2 separate regions of the Arachis hypogaea genome follow, and region 1 is linked to region 2. Evidence: chromatin contacts called from public Hi-C data. All regions are on one chromosome and are shown on one strand. The core of a region is the stretch at or near the end of the contact, and the rest is flanking DNA. Distances in the headings are between cores, read along the strand shown. Region 1 holds the start of LOC112801274 (probable methyltransferase PMT14). Region 2 holds the start of LOC112801244 (two-component response regulator-like APRR2).

Region 1 (7,582 bases), core at 5,060-7,559, 350 kb before region 2:
AATGAAAAGGGGATGGTATTGCAGCAGTGTTGGTTCACAGCTTAGATGAAGAATTGAAGAGGATGACCACTAAGGGTTGTTTGGGGATTTTTTATAATTATTTAGGGTTTGAGTAATTTTGCTTGCGAAAGTCAATCTTTTATGGGTACAAATGGTAATTTTAATCTTTTATAGGTAAATATGCCAACGTTTTCAACTTTATAGGTAGAAATAGTAGTTTACTCATAATAAAAAAAAAAGTTGGAAAAAAAGGTTTAATTACTTTGTTAGTCTCTATAGTTTTACGAAATTTTTAATTAGGTCCCTATACTTTTTTTTCTTTTAATTGGGTTCCTGCACTAATTTTTTTTTCAATTAGATCTCTTTTGACAGTAATTGACTTAATTTTATAAAGACCCAACTAAAAAAAAATCAATGCATGAACCTAAATAAAAAAAATATAAAGATCCAATTAAAAAAAATTAATACAAAATCTCAATTAAAACAAAATACAAAAACCTTATTAAAAATTTTATAAAACTATAAAAATCAATAATTAACCAAAGAAAAAAAAAAAGTTACCTAGGACCCTGTCGGCGGATACAATAATGAAATTTTAACGAAAGAGGGATAGAAAGTAGATAGAATGTGTAGTCTTAAATGAAATGATCAAGTCCAACTGTCAAAGGTCCTCTTCTGTTCCCCCTTTTCACCTTGTCGCTTTCCAATCTTTCCTACGCTCTCAAATACACACCTTGCTGCTCCACACTCACCTCTCTCTCTCTCTCTCTCTCTCTCTCTCTCGTTTAGATCAGTGGAGAGATCTATCTATTAAGGTGAAGGGGAAAGAAAGGTTAGCAACTTGAACCTTTGTCTCTTCGTTTTGGGATCACACATGCATTTTCTTTGAACGCTCTCTTTATTTATTTGTTTGCATGAAAGCTTAATTGCTAACGTTGTTTCCCTCTGTTTCTAATTGGTATTCCAATTACGTTACTGCTGAAGGATCCCGATTTATTTGCCTACCTTCTTGTTTTCTTCGCAGTTCCATTTCACTTTTCCATTCTCAACTTCCATTATTTTTTATGTTTTTAAAATGTAAAGCTAAGTTTCTTTCGATACTTTTTAAGTGGGTTTAATTGCAGATCTTTAGTTGATCCAGGAAAAAAAAAGATTAGATAGATTAGGGTGTTTGTTGGAATGTAATACGAAAAATCAATAGTGTTAGAAAAATGAAAAGCAATTACACATTAGATCCACTTGTGTTCTGTATGAAGGTGAAACAACTTAAAGGGTTGATGTAACTGAAAGGTATTTAAGCTTATTTCCCTTTCGTTTGCATTATATTGGGGAATATGAGGTATTACCATGCCACACCCACACTGCTATTTTATATATTTTCTAAATCAAGTTTAAACTAGTCAAACTGTTCCAAATAGGTGGAGACAGAAAATACAGTTAGTAGAGTAGTTATTGGTTCAGGAGCTCCGTAATGCTGTCAGTTTCAATTTCAGCAGGAATGTACTTCGGTACTCTCTCTTCTTTTTCTTTTAATAAATAAAAATTAAGATTTAAATGCTTTATGCTTAGATATGTGTTGGTCTAATTTTGGAAGTTTGCTTGATTTCTGATGGTCTACTGTAACTTGCCACTTATTGATCTCCGTGTGAATTGGTATAGGTTTTGAGAGAATACTGGCTGCCAAATAATGGCGAATAAGAATAATGCACCAGGCCAAAGAGGGCGAAGGCCGTTGTCAATATTTGCTGTTCTCGCCCTTTGCTGTTTCTTTTACCTTTTGGGAGCATGGCAAAGGAGCGGGTCAGGAAAGGGGGATAACCTTGCCTTGAAAGTGAATAACCTGATGTCAGACTGCAACATTATGCCTGAGTTGAGTTTTGAATCTCATCACAATGATGTAGAAATTATTGAACCGGCTGAACCAAAAGCTAAAAAGATCAAGGCATGTGATGTTAAATATACTGATTATACACCTTGCCAAGAGCAAGACCGAGCAATGACATTCCCAAGAGAAAATATGATATATAGGGAAAGGCATTGTCCCCCTGAAGATGAAAAACTGCGTTGCCTCATTCCGGCCCCTAATGGTTACACGACTCCTTTTCCTTGGCCTAAGAGCCGGGATTTTGCCTACTATGCCAATGTTCCTTACAAGAGCTTGACAGTGGAGAAGGCTGTTCAAAATTGGGTGCAATTTCAGGGAAATGTGTTTAAATTTCCTGGCGGAGGGACCATGTTCCCTCAAGGAGCAGATGCATATATTGATGAACTTGCATCAGTTATTCCAATTAAAGATGGTTCTATCAGAACAGCACTGGACACTGGCTGTGGAGTAAGTTTTGATGTCTAAAAATCCCTGCTCATATGAAAATTTACTTTTAAATATATGGCTAAGCATGCTGATTTACTCAGTTTCGTTCTGCTTTAGCTGATAACTTTTGTAATAACATCTACTTATTTACATACTAACACATTTAGAAGATAAACATTATGTCTGTCCATGTCCATGTTTCTTTACTATTGAATTGAATATCATACAGCATAAAAGATATCCTGTTTAAGGATTTCAAATTGGACTCAGAATGCTGAGCTACAGGACCATCTTTTCTTTTCCTGTTAGGTCATAAGTGTTTACTAATGGTTCTCAGGTAGCTTTTTGCTCCGTCATACCTACTGGTCCTTTGAGAATCCTATCATATATCTTAAAATTGATTCAGTTGGCTACTGTTTGGTTTGCGAATTAATGTTGACCTCCTACGTTCAATGCTTTTTTGTCTATTACAATATTGCAGATTGGATTTCTCGTGTTTTGTGTGTGTTTTGAGGTTGCCTAGAATGAATTGTCATTTCTTTGTTACTTATGGAGCAGTTTACTTATTCTCAATTTAAGATACCTTCAAATTGAGTCATAATTTTCCATACCAATATAAAGTATGAACAATTATGCAGGTTGCTAGCTGGGGAGCCTACATGTTAAAGAGGAACGTGCTCACTATGTCCTTTGCCCCAAAGGACAACCATGAAGCACAAGTTCAGTTTGCACTAGAACGAGGAGTTCCAGCTGTTATTGGTGTTCTTGGTACCATCCATCTTCCATACCCTGCAAGAGCTTTTGACATGGCTCAGTGTTCTCGATGTCTAATACCATGGACTTCAAATGGTTAGTGCTGAATTTCATTGTCAATAAGAATGATAAGAGTTATAACTATTATCAGCCTTCTCTTATATATATTATATTATGATACACACACCTGAAATTCCAAAAAAAAAAAAGTGCAAGTACTACAAGATTTGAATTATTGAATACCGTTTTGGCTAATATGGGTCATTGCAATTTCTTGCCAAAAGGTTATGAAGCAGAATGCCTTATTGACAAATAAATCATTTACTTCTGTAAGTTCTTAGAATCTTACCCCAGCTGTTATCACCAAAAGTCTAGAATTTTAAATTATTAAGATCTTCATCTTATTTAAACATTGAAATCCCTAAAATATTATGTTAATAAGGTTGCATTTACATATAGATTTGAAACATTAGATTAAGAATTGTATGCCATCCAGCAATCAGAAGGGGAAGTTTAGGAAAGAAAAGTGGCTATAAATCTGAATGAAACATTCTTATAGGCATTAAGTTTTTGACTCTGCACCCGTTAAATGAATACAGCGGGCATGTATCTAATGGAAGTTGATCGAGTCCTGAGGCCTGGTGGATACTGGGTTTTATCTGGGCCTCCAATTAATTGGAAAACATACTATCAGACATGGAAGCGGTCTAAGGAGGACGTCAAGGCAGAGCAGAGAAATATTGAGGAGTTAGCTGAAAGTCTTTGCTGGGAAAAGAAGTATGAAAAGGGTGATATTGCTATCTGGAGGAAAAAGATAAATGCTAAATCCTGCCTAAGAAAGTCTCCCAACTTATGTGATTCAGATAATGCTGATGATGTTTGGTATGTCCTGTTTATCTTCATGTACTTCATTCGGATATGCAATATACTTATAATCTTCAAATATAGTTCAAGTAATTTTGATGATTGAACAGAATTTCACTTGTTTATCTAGTTCTATTTATTGTTATGATACATTATGATCTATGTTTTCAGAAATAATTTCACTGCAAACTCTATAATATCAAATGTCCCATGAGATGATCTAGGCTTAATTTAGATTGAGAACATACCTGCATTGTTGGGTATTAAATATTATGGTTTTGTTAATGAATCTCCTTAGGGCAATCTTTAAGAAGTCAAAAGTGGAAATTTTTTGAAGATTTTGATGCATTCAGTGGATTAGAAACTTCAAAGATTTTAAATTTCTATAAAAATTCTTCTGTTTATTGTTCTTTAAAGAGAACCCTTAGAAGTGAGGACACTCATTAACAAACACCTTCATTGGATAACTTAGTAAAATTGATTTCCACACAAGAGAGAAATACTTTGCAAGTTATTTTCAGAGAGCCTGAGTACATAAACCAAAGTATTAGCTTGATTGTTGAAATTATGTAGGATTTCATTTTTGAGGCATTGATTATGAGTGCATCCAATATTCAATATTAATTTGCAATTGTATTGTGTAGGATTTAGTTTCTCTATGCTTTTAAATTGTTGATATTATATAGATGTTTATTAATGTGTAGACATATTAGATCTGTTGTTTATATTCTGATTATTTTTCATTTGGATGGGGTTGGTGTGTTTATGTATAGGTACAAAAAGATGGAGGGCTGTCAGACCCCTTTCCCTGAGGTATCCAGCAAAAGTGAAGTTGCTGGAGGTGAATTGAAGAAGTTTCCCGCTAGGCTTTATGCTGTCCCTCCTCGAATAGCTAAGGGCATTGTTCCCGATGTTACAGCTGAATCTTATGAAGAGGACAACAAATTATGGAAAAAGCATGTTAATGCTTACAAAAGAATGAACAAGTTGATTGGCACTACCAGATATCGAAATGTGATGGACATGAATGCAGAGCTTGGAGGATTTGCAGCTGCACTTGAATCACCAAAATCCTGGGTTATGAATGTTGTGCCCACGAGTGCTAAGAACACCTTAGGTGTTATTTACGAGAGAGGTCTGATTGGCATTTACCATGACTGGTAAGTTTCTAAAAGTTCTCTTAATACTCCTGCAAGTATTCTTATTTCATGTGAATTTTTCCATGCAAGTTGTCTTCCCTATACTTCAAAAATTATTTATCTCGACATTTCATGGTGGGTTTTTGTATGATTATTCATTTGACCACTGCAAGGCAAAATGAGCTTCAAATTAGCATATTGTTCTTCTCCATATTCTGGAACCACTTGAAAATAGATATTGGTACTGTTTCTTCAAATAATGGTATGTCGCTGTATTGTATTTCATATGACGGCTACAGATAATTGAACATGCTATGAATTTTGCTAATCAGTTTATTAGTTGAAGCAAGTTATGCACTATGACTATGCATTATTTAATGTCAGTTTTCTTCTTTCTTCAGGTGTGAAGGCTTTTCTACATACCCCAGGACATATGATCTCATTCATGCAAATGGTTTATTTAGCATGTACCAGGACTCGTAAGTTTCTTCCTCCTCTTCCATGTGCATAGTCATAGTATGTGGATTCTAAGATTATATCTCATTGAAAGTAGAAACAAGCTCTTATTCAAGTTTCTTGGCATATAATGCAAACTCAAGTCCCTTTTCTAGATGTTACTTATAAATACTTTTTTTCTTCTTTTGGGGTCTTGCAACAGTAATTCAATGCAGTAGTTTCTCAAAAATTGGGGATTTCTAAATTGTTGGTAAAATGTTTAGATTGTGCACTTGTTAAATACGTTTCACCATACTTCCCGGGTATACCTATCACAAGGCACTGTCAAATGCCATCTGCGCTGTCCTCAAAGGCCTTGTTGGTAGTTACGAGGATGCGCTTTAGGGGGTTGTTTGTGAGTTAGTATAATGGAGGGAAGGGGAGTAAAAATTCAAAATTTAGCACTAGTCTTCCTTTCCTCCTTACCTTTCCCTCGAAAATTCCAACTCACAAACCCACCCTTAGGACCTGTTAAGTTTGTGTTTTCATTGTTTTCTATTTTAGGATTTTGTAAAAAAAAATGAAAATAGAAAACAAGATTTTATTGCTTTTAGTTATTTTTTTCTTCATAAAATGCTGAAAATAGAAAACGAATTCTCAAACCAAACAGGCCTTAGGATCTTAAATTGCATCACTCATTTTAGGTGAGCCCAAATTCCATTATTTGAAATGCATCACAATTCACAAGGCCTAGTCCATGTGAAAAAAGCTAAATAGGCTCCTCCTGTTAATTGCCAATTTGCCACGAGCTAAAACATTTATCACGGACCAACCTATTCCAAGCTTCAGGCTTTTGCAGGAGGCCCAATATATGGGTTTTAAATCTTTAAAAGCATAATTTGGACATATTTTACTTTTAGTTTGGGATATGTTAATCCTTTGAACATGTTAACCATGTTTCATAAATCATAATAATCCCATTAAGTTGATGACAAACCTTAATAGTCCTTTAGTGTTTAGGGTTTAGGGTTATCCTTATCTCTACTTTTTATTTTTAAATGTTGATGAGTTGTTTGAACAGGTGCAACCTGGAAGACATCCTTATTGAAATGGACCGAATCCTAAGACCCGAAGGAGTCGTCATCATCAGAGACGAAGTCGATGTCCTGAACAAGGTCAAGAAAATTGTTGGGGGGATGAGATGGGAAGCCAAAATGGTGGATCACGAGGATGGCCCTCTTGTGCCTGAGAAGATATTGGTTGCTGTTAAAGAATACTGGGTTTCCAGCAGCAATAACAGCACCTCCAGTGAGGAATAAAACCATTGCATTTTTTTGGGGTATGAAAGTGAAACTTGTCTCTCAGATCTCAGCATGCAGCAACCATCAAGGTTTCAGAGCCATTAAGGAATAGTGCAAAAAGAAAAGGGTAAAAGAAAAAGAGGGAAAAAAAATAGAAATTGTTATAGTGCAAAGTAAAAGCAAAAGATTGGTTATGTAAGCTTATTCTACGCCTGCCTTATACAAGTGTAGATAAAATAGGTCTTAACTAGTCTTATTAAGTTTATTTAGATATAGATTAGCACAAGTTCGGCTACCAAGATAATTTAATCTAAGGATATTCTGTTGAATAATCATGGTGAAGGAATATTGAAGCATTGAAATCCCACTATTCGTTTTTCGGTTTTAAGAGTGTGTTTGTGAGTTGAGATATTAGAGGGGAAAAACAAGAAAGGCAAAGGAGAGAGGCTTGAAGGTTAAAAATTTAAAATAAATTTCTTCCTATTTTTCGCTCGTTCTTTTTCTTTTACTTTTGAAGTTTAAAAAAAAAGATTAATCTCTACGTACAAGTGTTTTGCATTTACAAGTTTGAACGAAACCCACCTATTAAGGCTGGGTTTGGTAAAGCTTTTTCAGGAGGTGCTTGTGCTTTTAAAAAGCACAAGCACGTCATTTTGCGTTTGGTAAATTAAAAAGCTCAAGTGCTTGTGCTTGCGGCTTTTAAAAGTTAGGGGTGCTTTTGAAAGCACCTAGGAGGGAGCTTTTCAAAGCTGGCTTGTGCTTTTCAAAATTTAAAAGTC
Region 2 (6,694 bases), core at 3,164-5,663:
GGGATAAGTACTTTTTTCGTCCCCAAGGTCTGGGGTCGAAATCAAAATCGTCCCCAACCTTTTTTTCTTATTAAAATCATCCCCAACATTCAAAAACACTTTAAAATCATCCTTTTCTGAATTTTTGGACCAAAATACCCTCATCATCATCATTCTCCTCTTCACCTTCCTCACCCCACCACCTCCATTGCCACCACCACCACCACCACCACCACCACCACCACCACCACAGACACAAACACAAACACCACTCCCTCACCCCACTCTGGTAACCACCCCCACCCCTCACCCACTCCCTCACCGTAACCCTCCACCCCCTCACCCCCACCCCTCACCGCCTCCCCCTCACCCCCTCATTGTAACCCCCCCATCCCTCACTGCCTCCCCCCTCACCCACTCCCTCACCCCCTCACTGTAACCCTCCATCCCCTCACCCCTACCACTCACCGCCTCCCCCTCACCCACTCCCTCACCCCCTCACTATAACCCTCCATCCCCTCACCCCCTACCCATCACCGCCTCCCCCTCACTGTAACCCCCACCCCTCTACCCCCTCACCCCCAAAACCCCTCACCCATTCCCTCACCCCCTCACTGTAACACCGTAACCCCCACCCCCTTCCTCATGCCCCTCTCTTCATGGTCATCATCATCATCATCAACAGAAAATTCAAACAACATGCACAACAAATTTTACAAAAAATTCAGTCCACAGATTCAATAAATTCAGTTCACAGAAGAAGAAGAAAAAGAAGAAGAAGAAGCGGTGGTGCGGTGGTGCGGCCAAATGAAGAGGAAGAAGAAGATGGTCATGCGGTGGTGCGGTGTGGTGCGACAGGAGGGTTGGACGTGGAGCGGCGGCGGGTTGGACGCAGGGGCGGTGGCGGGTTGGACGCAGGGGCCGCAGCGGTGCGGGGGTGAGGGGCGACGGTGAGGGGGGTGAGGGAGTGGGAACTGATGATGATGATGATGATGATGATGATGATTATGGGATGGGATGGGATGGGATGGGATGGGATTTGGGGGTGGGTGTAGGAGGAAGGGAAATTGGGGGTTTAGGGGGAGAGGCGAAGAGATGCTGATGGGTGTGGGTGGGGGTGGGGTTTTTTTTTAATTTTTATTAATAGTTAAGGGTAATTTGGTCCAAAAAAATAGAAAAGGACGATTTTATAACGTTTTGTAACATTGAGGATGATTTTAATAACAAAAAAAGGTCGAGGACGATTTTGATTTTGACTCCAGACCTTGGGGACGAAAAAAGTACTTATCCCTTTATATTACTTTTGCTACCATGATTAAAACTCAGTTTTCCAATGTTATTAAAGTTTTTTGACGCGATAATGCTATGGAATACTGTGACTCCAAACTTTTAAACTTTCTTGCAGAACAGGGTACTTTGTCTAAGTTTTCTTGCGCTGATACGTCTTAACAAAATGACCGAGCTGAATGCAAACACCGTCAAATTCTTGACTCTGTTTGTGTAATGCTTATTTCCTCTTTATGTCCTGAGCGTACTTGGGGTGAAACTGTTTTTACTGTTGTTCATATTATCAATAGACTTCCTTCTTCTGTCCTTGGTAACATTACTCTCTTTGAGCATCTTTATCATACCTCTCCAGATTACAGTTCTCTTCGAGTTTTTGGTTGTGTCTATTTTGTTCTTCTTCACCCTCACACACATAGTAAACTTGAACTTCGGGCTTGCATGTGTTGTTTCCTTGGTTATGGCACTGAACATAAGGGTTATCGTTCTTGGAATTCTCTCTCTAGACGTATTCGTATATCTCGTCATATTGTATTCTGGGAGCATCACATGTTTTCTAAGTTTTCCTTATTTGAGTCCATTCCTCCTACTCAGTCACAATTTGTCACTAACCCCAATGTTGATCTTTTTTCTAGTGATGATTCTACAGGTTCTATCTCAAGTAAACCTCTACAGTTTCCTGCTCTTCCACCTTCTCCATCTTTCGATGATTCCAGACTGGACGATGATCCTACTCCTACTGTCATGCTTCCTCCTTCCACTAGTTCTTCTAGGGTAAGAAATCCACCTCCTTATCTTCTTGATTATTATTGTTTTTCTACTATTCTTCATCTCCATAAACCTAAGTCATTCAAAGAAGCATCCACAAATCCATGTTGGTAGCAAGCAATGCATGAAGAAATTTAGGCACATGAAAAAGCACAGTTCTTGTCAACTTCTCGTACTACTTAGATGTTGATTGGGCTGGTGATCCCACTGATCGTCGTTCCACTACTGGTTATTGTATGTTTCTTGGCGACTCTCTCATTTCATGGCGAGCTAAGAAGTAAACGTTCACTGCCCGATCAAGCACAGAAGTTGAATACCTTGCTCTCGCTGTCACTACTACTGAGGTTGTCTCAATTCGTTGGCTTCTCGAAGACTTGGGTGCTCCTCAGTTGTCCCTGACTTATATTTTTTGTGACAACCGCAGTGCTATTCAGATTGCTCTATAATGATGTGTTTCATGAATGCACCAAACACGTTGAGATTGATTGTCACTTTGTTCGACAACATATCCTTATTAATGTTGTTTGTCTCATTGCTGTTGGAATATTGGATCAGATTGTTGATATCTTTATGAAGACTCATTATCCGACTCGTTCTCAGACTCTTGTATCCAAACTCAAGATGGTATTTTTAACTTCCACTTGACTTTGATGGGGGATGTTAGAGAATAATTGAATCAATTTAGATTAATTAGTATCATTTATATTTATATAACATATCTGTATATTAATTGTAGGATTCTATACTTTTATTATTCTAATTTTTCTAGCACCTATATATACCTTTTGTACATTGTACTTTTACACACAACTTGAATAATACACTTTTTTAAATTACTCTCTTGTTTCCAATAATTTAAATTAAAAAATTATAATTAAATTTTAAATCATTTAAATAAAATTAAATAAAATAAAAAAATAAAAATCAAATTAATACCATATAGATCGTAACATTATATTGATATACCAAGTCGGATTGATTTTGTACATGTCTGACATACCGCCTCAATATGGTAGGCTTTGAGCCGATGAATCATTGAATAAATTTAGTTCGTTAGACTTATTATTAAAATCACTTAGCATAACACTAAAAGATTTTGCGTATTTATATGATTATATCTGTTTTAATTTATTAAACAAATTTGACTGGACATAGTTATTAAAATCAATTAATAATAGTATTGAAAGAATTTTGTGTTTGTATCTGTTTTAATATTTAGATGAATTTTATAATTTAAGCACAATTTTAAAGTAGTAAAATTTGTGGTTTAGGGTTAATTTTGTTTATGTATTTTATTTTGGTGTGAGATTTTGTGTTTAACTCTAATCTATCTCTTCTTAAAAAATATATTATAAAATTAATCTTAAAAGAGATGAATGATAAATTAAATAACCTCACGAATAATTTAAAAATTATGACAAAAATTCTAAAGTTATACAAACAATTTTTCGATTTGATTGGAATTTTGGTGCAAACATTTAGTTTATTTAGAATTCTAGTGCATATAAAAAATTAGAGCAAAATTTGAGCTCTAATTTATTTTTTTATTTTTTTAAAATATTTGATCATTTACAAATAATAAAATAATATTTACTTGATGTTCATCAAATTTTAAAGATAAAATTATTTTATTTTTTTAATAATGTTTATAAAATATAACATTAAAATCTGATCTTTAATTTTTTTTTGAAAATATATATTTAATATATTATTTTTTGGTTATGTTTTAAAATATTTTGAGAACTTATTTATTATTCGTATATATCAAAATTATTTTTGTTAGCAATATAAAATTTCAGGTCCTATATTAATAATATATCTTGTAAAATAATTTTAAATTTAACTCTAATAAATAAAAAAATAAAGATTTAAATTCAGTAGTATATTTTAAGAAAATAAATTCAAATTTTACTGTAAGAGTTTTTTCGGTAAATTATTGATAAATAATCTAATAAATCATTCTTATCATTACGAGTGTCTTTTTAATAAACATTTAAGGAATATGACGATAAGAATAAAAATTAGTTAATATATTTTTATTTATAAAACTCTATTTTTTATATAATTTAAAATTGATAGTTATTGAATATTTAAATTTAAAATAAAAAATAATTTAAAAAAGTTAGTCGACATTAATGGGCCGAAAGAAAATTCTCTCCATAGTTGAACTATTATGATAATAAAGAATGTTAAAGGATTAGAAAAATGTATTATTTTTAGTCGGTAATTAATCAATAATATTAAAAAATATGGACTAAAAATATATTATTGAGTTACTAGACTAAAATTATTAAGTTAATGACTAAAAATACTAATAGGAAACAATAAATCGTCTTTCAACTTTTGTCCTATTATAATTGCTTATCACGCTCCAAAGACATGTCTTAATTTTGGTAGAATAATAACATTAATATGTAATGCTGGAATATTCACCACTGAAATAAGTGGCAGAATGGTAGATTTATGAGAAAGGTTCTCAGTCATAGTTGCTGTGGTCCGTAACTTACATGATAGCAACTGTTCACAAAGTCACAGGCATCCTCTCTTATACTCTTCAATTCTCTTCCCTTTCCTCTACTCTTTTCTCTTCTCTCTCTCTCTCTCCCTCTCCCCTCTTAATAATAAGAGCAGGAAAAAGTAACACAAACTTTAGCTTTGGCGTTAGTTAATCTCAAGCATCAAATATTTAATATCCTTTATTTATGTCAAGGTAGTTATATATAAAATGGCTTCACAAAGAGCATTCTTTATTTATTTATTTTGTTTGTTTGTTTGTTTAGTTTAATGATTTTCCATTACTATTCTTGGGTGCATGCTAATTCACTTTATTTCGAAATGTTCATTTCCGGATAAGTTTAGATTATGGGTTTTTTGTTTACTTTTGGATTAAAATAATAGTGCATGCATGTATCATGTATATTTATGTTTATGCCTAAGCTTTTTTAATTTTGATCATCTTCTTTTTTTTATTATTATTATCTTTCTGGGGTTCTATAAATTTTCTGGTGTATCTACCTGAAAAGAAATGCTAGCTTTGTCGCATAGTTTTCTTCTACTATATCCGTTTTCTCATTATTCAACAATAATTTTTGAGTGTTTTTTTATATTTTTTTAATTTTTCTGTAAGATCTTAATCAATCACCATGGTCTTTGTCTTATTGCTGTTCTGTTGAAACTAGAAAGTGTCATCAACATATGAGATCTTTACACACTACAATATGTTCTTCATTATTATCTGCTATAAGCTTCATAAGTATGCAATAGTGTTTCTACTATAGTTCCTTGAAACAATTGATCAGTTAACTTAATTTGCAGAAGGAATTGGATTTGGATGGTGGTTAAGAAGTGATATTGATCTGTCATCACTTTCTTCTTCTGTGGGGTGCGGCGAAACGATGCCAAGCAAGCTATGGTTTGCACTGTCAATGATTTACAACAATGGAAGGATTTCCCAAAGGGACTCAAGGTTCTTCTCCTTGAAGGAGACGCCACTTCCGCGGCCGAGATAAAACCAAAGCTTGAAGCCATGGACTATAATGGTAGCAACAGCTAGCCCTTTCTTTTGGGATCCCTTCTTTCTTATATTGTCTAGGCATGTCTAATACTAAATTCATCATTATACATTAGACTCTTTTTTGTTGCAAATATTCCCACTTTACCTTAATTAGATGGTTAAGGTTGGCCACCATTTCTAAGAAATCAAGAAACATGGCTTTATATAGTCCTAATATGGTTCTTTGGGAAACTTTGGTCTAAGATTTTAGATGCTCTGAAAAGAATATAAAATTCGATTGAATGCCTTCTTCTTCTTCTTCTTAAAATTTTCCATTTTGATAATTGAGCCCATTATGTTAATTTTCTTAGTAACTAAGACTCGAAATTTTCTGTGCAGTTTCTGCTTTCTGCGACGAGAATGAAGCCTTATCAGCGATCTCAAGTAGATCCGAAAGCTTCCACATTGCCATAGTGGAGGTAACAAACTTTCATTTATCACAACAAATTATAAATCATAATCGTTGTAATTGTGAAGTTCAAATAGGAAAGGAACATAAGAGAGGGATGCTGTCTTAATCTCTTTGTAACCACGTGCATTTCAATTATTATTGCAGGTGAGTATAAACAGCGGCCAAGGAGGTTTCAAATTTCTTGAGAATGCCAAGGATTTGCCAACCATTAGTAAGTAAAGAAACCAAAACTATTTTTCATGGCATAAGCACTCTGTTTTCAATGGCACTGACAAATGAATTAATTAGAAAAAATCATTTCCAAAGTAAGTAGATAAAAATCATTGCGAATTTTCCTTTTCAGTTTTCACCATCACTTTATGCAGGTCTAGGGAAATCGGGAAAATTGTAAGCTTTTGATTTTTGTGATTGTTGCTTGGATCTGTTTTTCATATGGTGAAAAATTCTTTTTCTCATTGAGCAGTGTCATAAAACCATTTCTCTCAAAAGCTTAATCTAACAAGAGGTCTTGCGCAAAAGCCTTGTCTAGGTTTGCGTGATTTTTTTTTGCATAGGCATTTTTTCTCCTTTTATTCTTTCTTTTGCGGTCAACAAAGGATCCAACTTTAGACTTTTAGGTCATAGAAGCTTTTCTCGCAAAAGTGATTTCATGACAAGAAGCTTTCACCAATTGATCAGTGTCTACAATGGAACATGAC

Evidence for each region. A called contact is a pair of places that touch in the nucleus more often than the background predicts.
Region 1: a contact with region 2 is called in a Hi-C map of leaf, with 4 times the contacts expected there. The contact joins the enhancer-like site here to the promoter of LOC112801244 in region 2. A contact is called at or near these places in 3 of 8 Hi-C or Micro-C datasets (all in leaf).

What each region holds. Positions count from the first base shown.
Region 1 is chr1:30,827,943-30,835,524 of arahy.Tifrunner.gnm2.J5K5, reverse strand. LOC112801274 (probable methyltransferase PMT14) reads left to right here and starts at 606. Exons shown (of 7, transcript XM_025843923.3): 1 at 606-832; 2 at 1,660-2,332; 3 at 2,950-3,160; 4 at 3,664-3,946; 5 at 4,702-5,088; 6 at 5,469-5,546; 7 at 6,584-7,191. The coding sequence starts at 1,688. The coding sequence ends at 6,821. Within about 2 kb of position 6,309, at least 1 of the 3 cell types and tissues checked has open chromatin away from gene starts, as enhancers often do.
Region 2 is chr1:30,473,215-30,479,908 of arahy.Tifrunner.gnm2.J5K5, reverse strand. LOC112801244 (two-component response regulator-like APRR2) reads left to right here and starts at 4,413. Exons shown (of 12, transcript XR_011862241.1): 1 at 4,413-4,566; 2 at 5,347-5,570; 3 at 5,924-6,003; 4 at 6,141-6,207.